Regions from separate parts of the Mus musculus genome. Here region 1 is linked to region 2. Evidence: chromatin contacts called from public HiChIP or PLAC-seq data. All regions are on one chromosome and are shown on one strand. Each heading gives the region's core, a stretch centred on a gene start, on an enhancer-like site or on the middle of the called end of the contact. The rest is flanking DNA. Distances are from core to core; before and after follow the strand shown. Region 1 has its middle 24 kb from the start of Hunk. Region 2 holds the start of Scaf4 (SR-related CTD-associated factor 4).

Region 1 (3,489 bases), core at 76-2,575, 78 kb before region 2:
TGCTGAAGGTCACCGGTGGTGGCCTGCGGGGATGGGGTGGGGCATGTCCAGCGGAAAGATGGAAGGTGCAATGACGTTGAGTCCTGCTCAACGCTACAGAAGGATATACAGAACTGCTGGCTGGTTACCAGCTGTCCATCATACAGAGTCAAAGCCAGAAGACCATAGAGGAACTCACAAGGAGATCTGTCAGCTGCAAAGGACAGAGGCAACTCAGACCAGCAATAAGGGAGAAACTCAGCTCTCTTTCGGGTGTCTTTGGAAGCTCAGCCAAGGAAGACATAAGGCCTTCACAGCCAAGACCCTAGGGAAGAGAAGCCATGGGAGCAGCTCAGCCTGGAGAAGAAACCAAACAGTAACAGACAAGAGAGTCTAGGAGATAGTGCGTGGCCTCTTGGATCCAGCTTTGAGCACCAGGTTGAATGACAAATCTGTGAAGGTGAGTTCCGTGTGCAGTGACTGCCTCTCGCATCACACGGTTCACCCACAGCTTAGATATCTATCTCTTTCAACAGAAAAGCATCTTTCCTCTATACAGCCCAGTGATTCCGAAAATTCTCTATGCTTGCTTTCATGCTTTTCTTCTTCTTCTTCTTCTTCTTCTTCAGAAAATTGGGGAATTGTAGGCTCACACGAAACGCGGTTCTGTGAGTTGGTCTTGTTTCAATCAAGAAAATCCTCTTGGCAGTCTGGAATCCATTCCCTTCCTTCCTACTCTGCAGCCCCCTTTGAGGCTTCCTGCTGGCCTCAAGTTTGTTTTACATAGGATGGCTCCAGATTACTTTTAAGGCCCTGTTTGATACGGTCTGGCTCTGGAACTAAGCTCTTCCATTCCTCGGGGAGCTGCAGGCCGGTTTTCTGCTGATGTGAGTTTCTTTGTAATCCAGACTTTTCTCTTTCTAATGTTTTCTTATACATTTCAAAAAGAGCATAATGGAGATAGGGACAGAAAATGGAGGCTGGGGTCTTCTTACCCAGTGGTGGAGAGTGTTTTAAGTAGTTGTGACTTGTATGTGATATATATATTTGTAATCACAGGCTTCTGAGAGTGGTGTGCAGAGTTTCAACCAGATAACACATTGGGATGTGATTACTTACTGCATAGGAACATTCAATCAGCAAATATTTACTAAGTGCTTTGGTCTTTACGTTATCGTTCCCAAATACTTGCTGCTGTTCCCTACGGGAAGATTCTGTGTCTGTGTGCCAGTGGCATCGGGAAAGCCACTTTCTTATGCAGGGTCCCATGTAACTTCTAGGCAGAAGCTGTAAGAGTCAATGTGAGGTTCACCACGGCTTCCTCCCCACCCCCTGCTGACAGCTGCAGACGCCCCTGACTGAGTTCCAGAGTCGATGAACGCAGAGTAGAGTCACAGAAGCAGCATGGTGGACATGGGGGTCATCAGCTGGTTTCTGAGGAGAGAACAGATTATATGATAGTTGTGAATTATGCCTTTGGGTCATGGTTTGAAGAATGAGAATTCCAAGGTCAGGGGCTGCAAATAGTGCAAGCCTTTGAGCATGGTGGAAGGGCAGGCAAGCACATGCAGAGTATAAGAGGCCAGATTTACCTATGCCATTGTTGCCACAGCCTCTTCCTCCTCCCCCTCCTCCCCCTCCTCTTCCCCCTCTTCCCCCCTTCCTCCTCCTCCTCTTCCTCCTCCCCCTCCTCCTCCCCTCCTCCCCCTCCTCCTCCCTTCCTCCCTCCTCCTCTCCCCTCCATCTGCTTCCACTTTCTCTATCTAGTATTTATTTATGGTTTGTGATGTGGGGTGTGTGTGTGTGTGTGCTGTCTGTATGTGGTGTGTATGTGTGTAGTATGTATGTGTGTGCATGTATATGTGTGTGGTATGTGTGTCTTATATGAATGTGTGGTATGTATGTGTGTGGTATGTGTCTGTGTGAATGTATATGTGTGTTGTGTGTGTGTGCCTGCATGCATGTGCATCTGCAGATGCTATGTGTGTCTAAGTGTATTGAGGTCTCAGGTCAATCTTGGGTTTGTCCTCAGTCACTCAGATGTGTTCGCTCAGTCACAGGGTTCCCATCTCTACCTTTGCAGAACTTGGCCACCACAGCCAGCAATTTTATGTGGATTCTGGAGTTGAGCTCTGCTCCCAATGCTTCATGAATTCAAGTCCTGGCTTTAACAGCTGAGCCATCTCAGCAGCCCCTCTCTTTCTAATAAGCTACTTTGATTTTCCAAATAATGGCACGAAGGCAGAACTCACACAGTATGCACATACACTTGTGAAAACACGATAGTGTTGCTGTTTAAGGGCTCTGTCTTTTTTTTTTCAAGAGGACATTTTTTTTTCAGCATTTCAGAAAGGAAATAACAGAACAGGCAAAACTGGAATTTCAATTGCTGGGAGGAAAGAGATGGAAAAAGAAGAGAAAAAAAAAGAGTCAGTGCTTTCTGAAGAAGGAGACAAGACACAGGCAGAAATGAAAGCCGGAAGGCGGCTGCATTTCTAGGGAAGGATGGGGCAGTTCTCAGAGACACTGAGAATGCCCAGATTGTCTGCACAGCAAACTTAGGTTTGGATAGGGTATAGAGTAGGGAGATGGAGACAGAAAAAGTTATAGCTTTCTGTGTTAAAACTCAGAAAGTGTGCAGGCTTAGCAAGTCTGCAGGCAGCCATGTGGAGGGAGAGGCTTTGGGGATGCCTGAGTGCACACTTCATTACAGGGATAATTTTCCTCCTGTTTTCTTATCTCATCTTTAAGCCTCGTTTCTTCCCACCTTGTGATTTTAGGATGCTTTTCTTCACTCGAATGTTCTTCCAGCTGTGCTACATCCCAACTCCATAGACTGATCTCCAATAAACTGTAAACCATCATTTTCTCCATATCACAGGAGATCGAAGCCTCTACCTGGGAAAGGGAGAGACATGCTGTCTATAAGAGAAGGATATAAGCAGTCGCTAACCAAGCTCAAGGGAGTTGGTGTTGGGGATGAATGACCACCAACCATGCTGTTAAAAAGTGTCTCCACACTGTTAACAAGGGCAACTGAATTCAAACTTGAGTTTCAGCACTAACAACTATTTATAAACCGCAGCAATGTGGAGATTAGTCTTTCATGATTACTGATTTTGGGGCGATCGTTTATTACAGACTCCCATGACCAGCACAGATTCCATTATATGTCCATCAGAGTGCTGATAACGTATGATCCACTTGCCTCTATTAGATCATAGCCTCAAAATAGGTCTGCTTTAATAAAAAAGAAATTAAATTGGGGCAACTCTTAGGCTCCATCAGATCCCCAACTTTCCTTGAGCAGCAGAGTACAGTTACAGAGAGCTCAGCTGTAACGCAGACGCTGACAGAGATGCTCTTGGAGAAGGAGTGATAGCAGAAACTTGGCAGATCAGTCTCCCCAAGGATAACATCCAACCGAGTGCCAGACATCTGGCTAGCAGTCGCTGAATATTTGTTGAATAAATAAGCAGGTATATTAATTCCCAGGAATTCTTTGAGGAT
Region 2 (3,410 bases), core at 265-2,764:
ATTTGAACTCCTGACCTTCGGAAGAGCAGTCGGGTGCTCTTACCCACTGAGCCATCTCACCAGCCCTACTATTAATTCTTGTTAACCACAGCTATCCTATGGAGAGGCATTTCCTGATCCTTACCCTGTCGGAGTTGAACCCACAGCCTTGGTTAGGGCTGAGATTTTTCTTTTTCTTTTTTTTTTCCGAGACAGGGTTTCTCTGTATAGCCCTGGCTGGTCTCGAACTCAGAAATCCACCTGCCTCTGCCTCCCCAGTACTGGGATTAAAGGCGTGTGCCACCATGCTGGGCCAAACACCTTGTTCTTAAACACCTCTGCTCCTTGTCTGTCTGACTTTTCAGCTCCTGTTAGCTGTGCAGTATTGAATCCCAGGTATCTACCTCCTCTCAGCCATTTTCCTGGACTTTACCCATATCGCAAAAGCCCTCAGTTAACTATCCCAGGGACAGCTCAGATGGCTAGAGCCCGAAAAGATAACCGTCTAGCCAGATAAACTTGGGCATGGTGGTTAACTGAACTAGGCTGACTTAAATGAGGACACTGTTCATAGGCATTGACAAAGATTAGCCATTACGCCCTCAAACTCATTCCTTCCTTAAATTATTACCAAGTTGACGCAAACCCAGCACTCATGTCCTTCAAGAAGCAGTGTGCATCTTCCCTCCGGAACACCATTCTGTCTTTCCTCCAGTGCCTGATACCTTCAGCCTCATCATCTCCAGGGCCCGAAGCCATGCTGTTCCTGGCCCCACTTTCTTCCGCATGCATACTTTGCAGGATGTCAACCTGCATGATGCCCCCTTAAGAACAAAATCCTAACTCTGCTAGGATCTGGTCTCGGTAGGGCCAGTTGCTTTCCCTAAGTACCAGCCGGTTGTCCTCCAAGGAGAGGTGATAGCACAGCGCGCAAGGTCCAGAGGGCCCCTCCTTTCTCGAATTCTTTTAGGATGCTCGCCCTTTTCTACGGGAAGTAGTCCCCAACTTCCAGTACGAGTCAGGCCTTCTAGCTTTTATACTCATGCTCCACAAAAGTGAGGTTTCTACAGAAAAACTTTCATTTTTCACACACCCAACAGACAGCGGTCGCAGCGCGCGGCAGGCGGTGAGAACTCAAGTGAATCAGAACACACTTCTGCCGAGAGCGACCCAACGGGGTTTGGGGAGATTAGCGTTAGGGGTTCAGGAGCCCAGTCCTCGGAAGTTGCTCAGGGCGTCCACCAGGTCCGCACGCAAGTCGAAGCAGGGGACTTGGAGACTGCAGACGCTCACCCTCCGCGCTTTGTTTGTCGCAGCAGCAGGGCGCAGTCCTGCCCGGACACAATGCACCCCGGGAGCCGTCGTCCGGATCCTGAGCCCAGAAGACGGGAACTCTCCGCAGCCGCAACCGGCGGGAAAGCGCGCGACAACGCGCGGTCACACGCTAGCGGCTCGGCGCCGGTGGGGCGCGGAGGGGCGGGGCGTGGGCGGAGCCAAGCACGAGCGGGGCGGAGCCGGGCTCAGGAAGCGCTTGGAGGCCCGAGCTGTCCCAGGGTGCTTCGCGCGGCGTGCACTCGGGTCGCTGCCGCCATCCTGCTGGCGAAAGAGAGGAGAGAGACAGAGAGGCCCGCCCGCTCGCCGGCCGGGCCAGTGTGGGCCAGTGCGTGAGGGAGGGCGCGGGGGGCCGTGTCAGCGCGACGCAGAGCGCAGCCGCCGCCGCCAAACGGACATGTTGGAGCCCCGCGCTGCCGCCGCCTCCCATCCCTCCTCCGGCGCACGGGACTGAGCAGGGGCCCGCCGCCTCTGCCTGCGCTCGACCGGCCCAGCCTCGCCGCCTCGGCCGCAGCCCCTTCCTGCTCGGCCTCCGCCGCTCGTCGCCTCCCGTCCTCCTCCCCCTCCACGCCCAAGGGCCCTGCCGGCACCCGGCCCTACTCAGCCGCCGCTCCAGGTCTAGGTGACCGGCGGGCCCGGAGCAGCCGCAGCCGCCGCCGCAACGCGCGCGAACATGGACGCCGTCAACGCCTTCAACCAGGAGGTGAGGAGTGCTTGGGGTTAGGGCTGGTGCGGGCCACGCCGGGGCCGCTTCTCTCGCTGCCCGAGGGCTTTCGAGCACCGAGTCCGGGCGGGGACGCTTCCTGCCCCGGTTCCGGGGCAGCGGGCCTGGAGCCGGGGAGAGGTCGCGGCCACCGCCGGGGGCTGACCCCGCGCCCCTCCCCCGCCAGTGCCCCTTCGCCCCCTTCCGGCCTGTGCCGACTCCCGCTTCTTCAACGTGGCCCTTATGCTGCTCCCGGCCCCGTTATCGGCTTTACGGGGCCGGGATCCCGCCAGGGGCTGCAACGGAGCGCTCGGCCGACTCAGGGGCGGGAGTTCCCGCGAGTCCCGGGGCCGGCGTAGCAGCCGCCTGGGTTCTCCTGTTGCTCAGGCCGCGGCGCTGCGCGGCGGCCGCTGGACTCTGATCCCGGTTGGCGGAGACTTAGAGAGGGTGTCTGCCCTCCCACCTCCTGGATTGACACGCTCACAAATGAACATAGAGCGGTAGTTCCCTTGGCCTTTCTATCTAGAACGTGCCCTTTCTGTACATCGTGACACCTAAAAAGTTGAATGGGAGAGCAAAGTGTACGCCCCATTTAGTCCGCTAGTAAGGCTGCTTGGGTCTCCACCTGCTCACCCTCGCACCGCCCTCTCGGGGTACTTAATCCTCAGCTCCCTTCCTCAGGGACATTTACATGTGAAAACCTCCCCAAACCGGGAACAAAGCTGCCTGCCGCCTTAAAGCTCTCTAGTTGTATCTCTGATCGTTCCATGTGCTGCTTAGGGGCATAAAGTCCATACTATCTTATTTATCTGAATGGATGTGGGAGGAGGAGACGACCACTGATGCTTTAAAACGCAGTTACAGAGTGGAAACTATTGTGAATTAAGTTGGGGTATGTTTCCCGTTTCAAATACCACTGAAGGAATCTGATGTCATAGTTTGACACGTGTTGATGTGGTGTCAGAACTTGCTCCATCTCACAATGAGATTTCTGTGGCTCAGTTCGCAATAGTATTAGGTTGTTACTTCTCTTTCTATTCGTAGCGCTGCAGAAGGGGACCCTCCAATTAGTCCTGCAGTTGAGAATATTTATTGCTGTCCAAATTACCCCCTTAAAATACTTTTCCTCAGCTGAGGAGTCCATGTCTTTCCAGACAGCCGTAGTTGGCACTTGGTGATGGGAAGTGAGATGAAAGAGTTGACTAGAGGCTGGGCAGTGGTGGCGCACGCCTTAATCCGGGCACTTGGGAGGCAGAGGCAGGCGGATTTCTGAGTTGGAGGCCAACCTGGTCTACAAAGTGAGTTCCAGGACAGCCAGGGCTGCACAGAGAAACCCTGTGTCGAAAAAACAAAACAGAACAAAAAAAAAAAAACAACAATAACAAAAAAGAGTTGA

The links. HiChIP or PLAC-seq counts read pairs in DNA pulled down with a chosen protein or histone mark.
Region 1: an H3K4me3 HiChIP or PLAC-seq map of the SCID.adh cell line shows a contact between it and region 2, with 16 read pairs. The contact joins the enhancer-like site here to the promoter of Scaf4 in region 2. A contact is called at or near these places in 1 of 39 promoter capture datasets (cranial neural crest), 4 of 115 datasets of contacts at active chromatin or transcription factors (the SCID.adh cell line and embryonic stem cells) and 1 of 9 other capture datasets (adipose tissue).

The regions. Positions count from the first base shown.
Region 1 is chr16:90,360,432-90,363,920 of GRCm38.p6, reverse strand. No RefSeq gene overlaps it. Among named protein-coding and RNA genes, the nearest start is that of Hunk, 24 kb to the left of the region's middle. Within about 2 kb of position 1,325, at least 1 of the 459 cell types and tissues checked has an H3K27ac peak or open chromatin away from gene starts, as enhancers often do. A contact at or near this core is called in the SCID.adh cell line, where this site is marked.
Region 2 is chr16:90,282,607-90,286,016 of GRCm38.p6, reverse strand. It overlaps Scaf4 (SR-related CTD-associated factor 4), which reads left to right and starts at 1,514. Exons shown (of 20, transcript NM_178923.4): 1 at 1,514-2,014. The coding sequence starts at 1,985.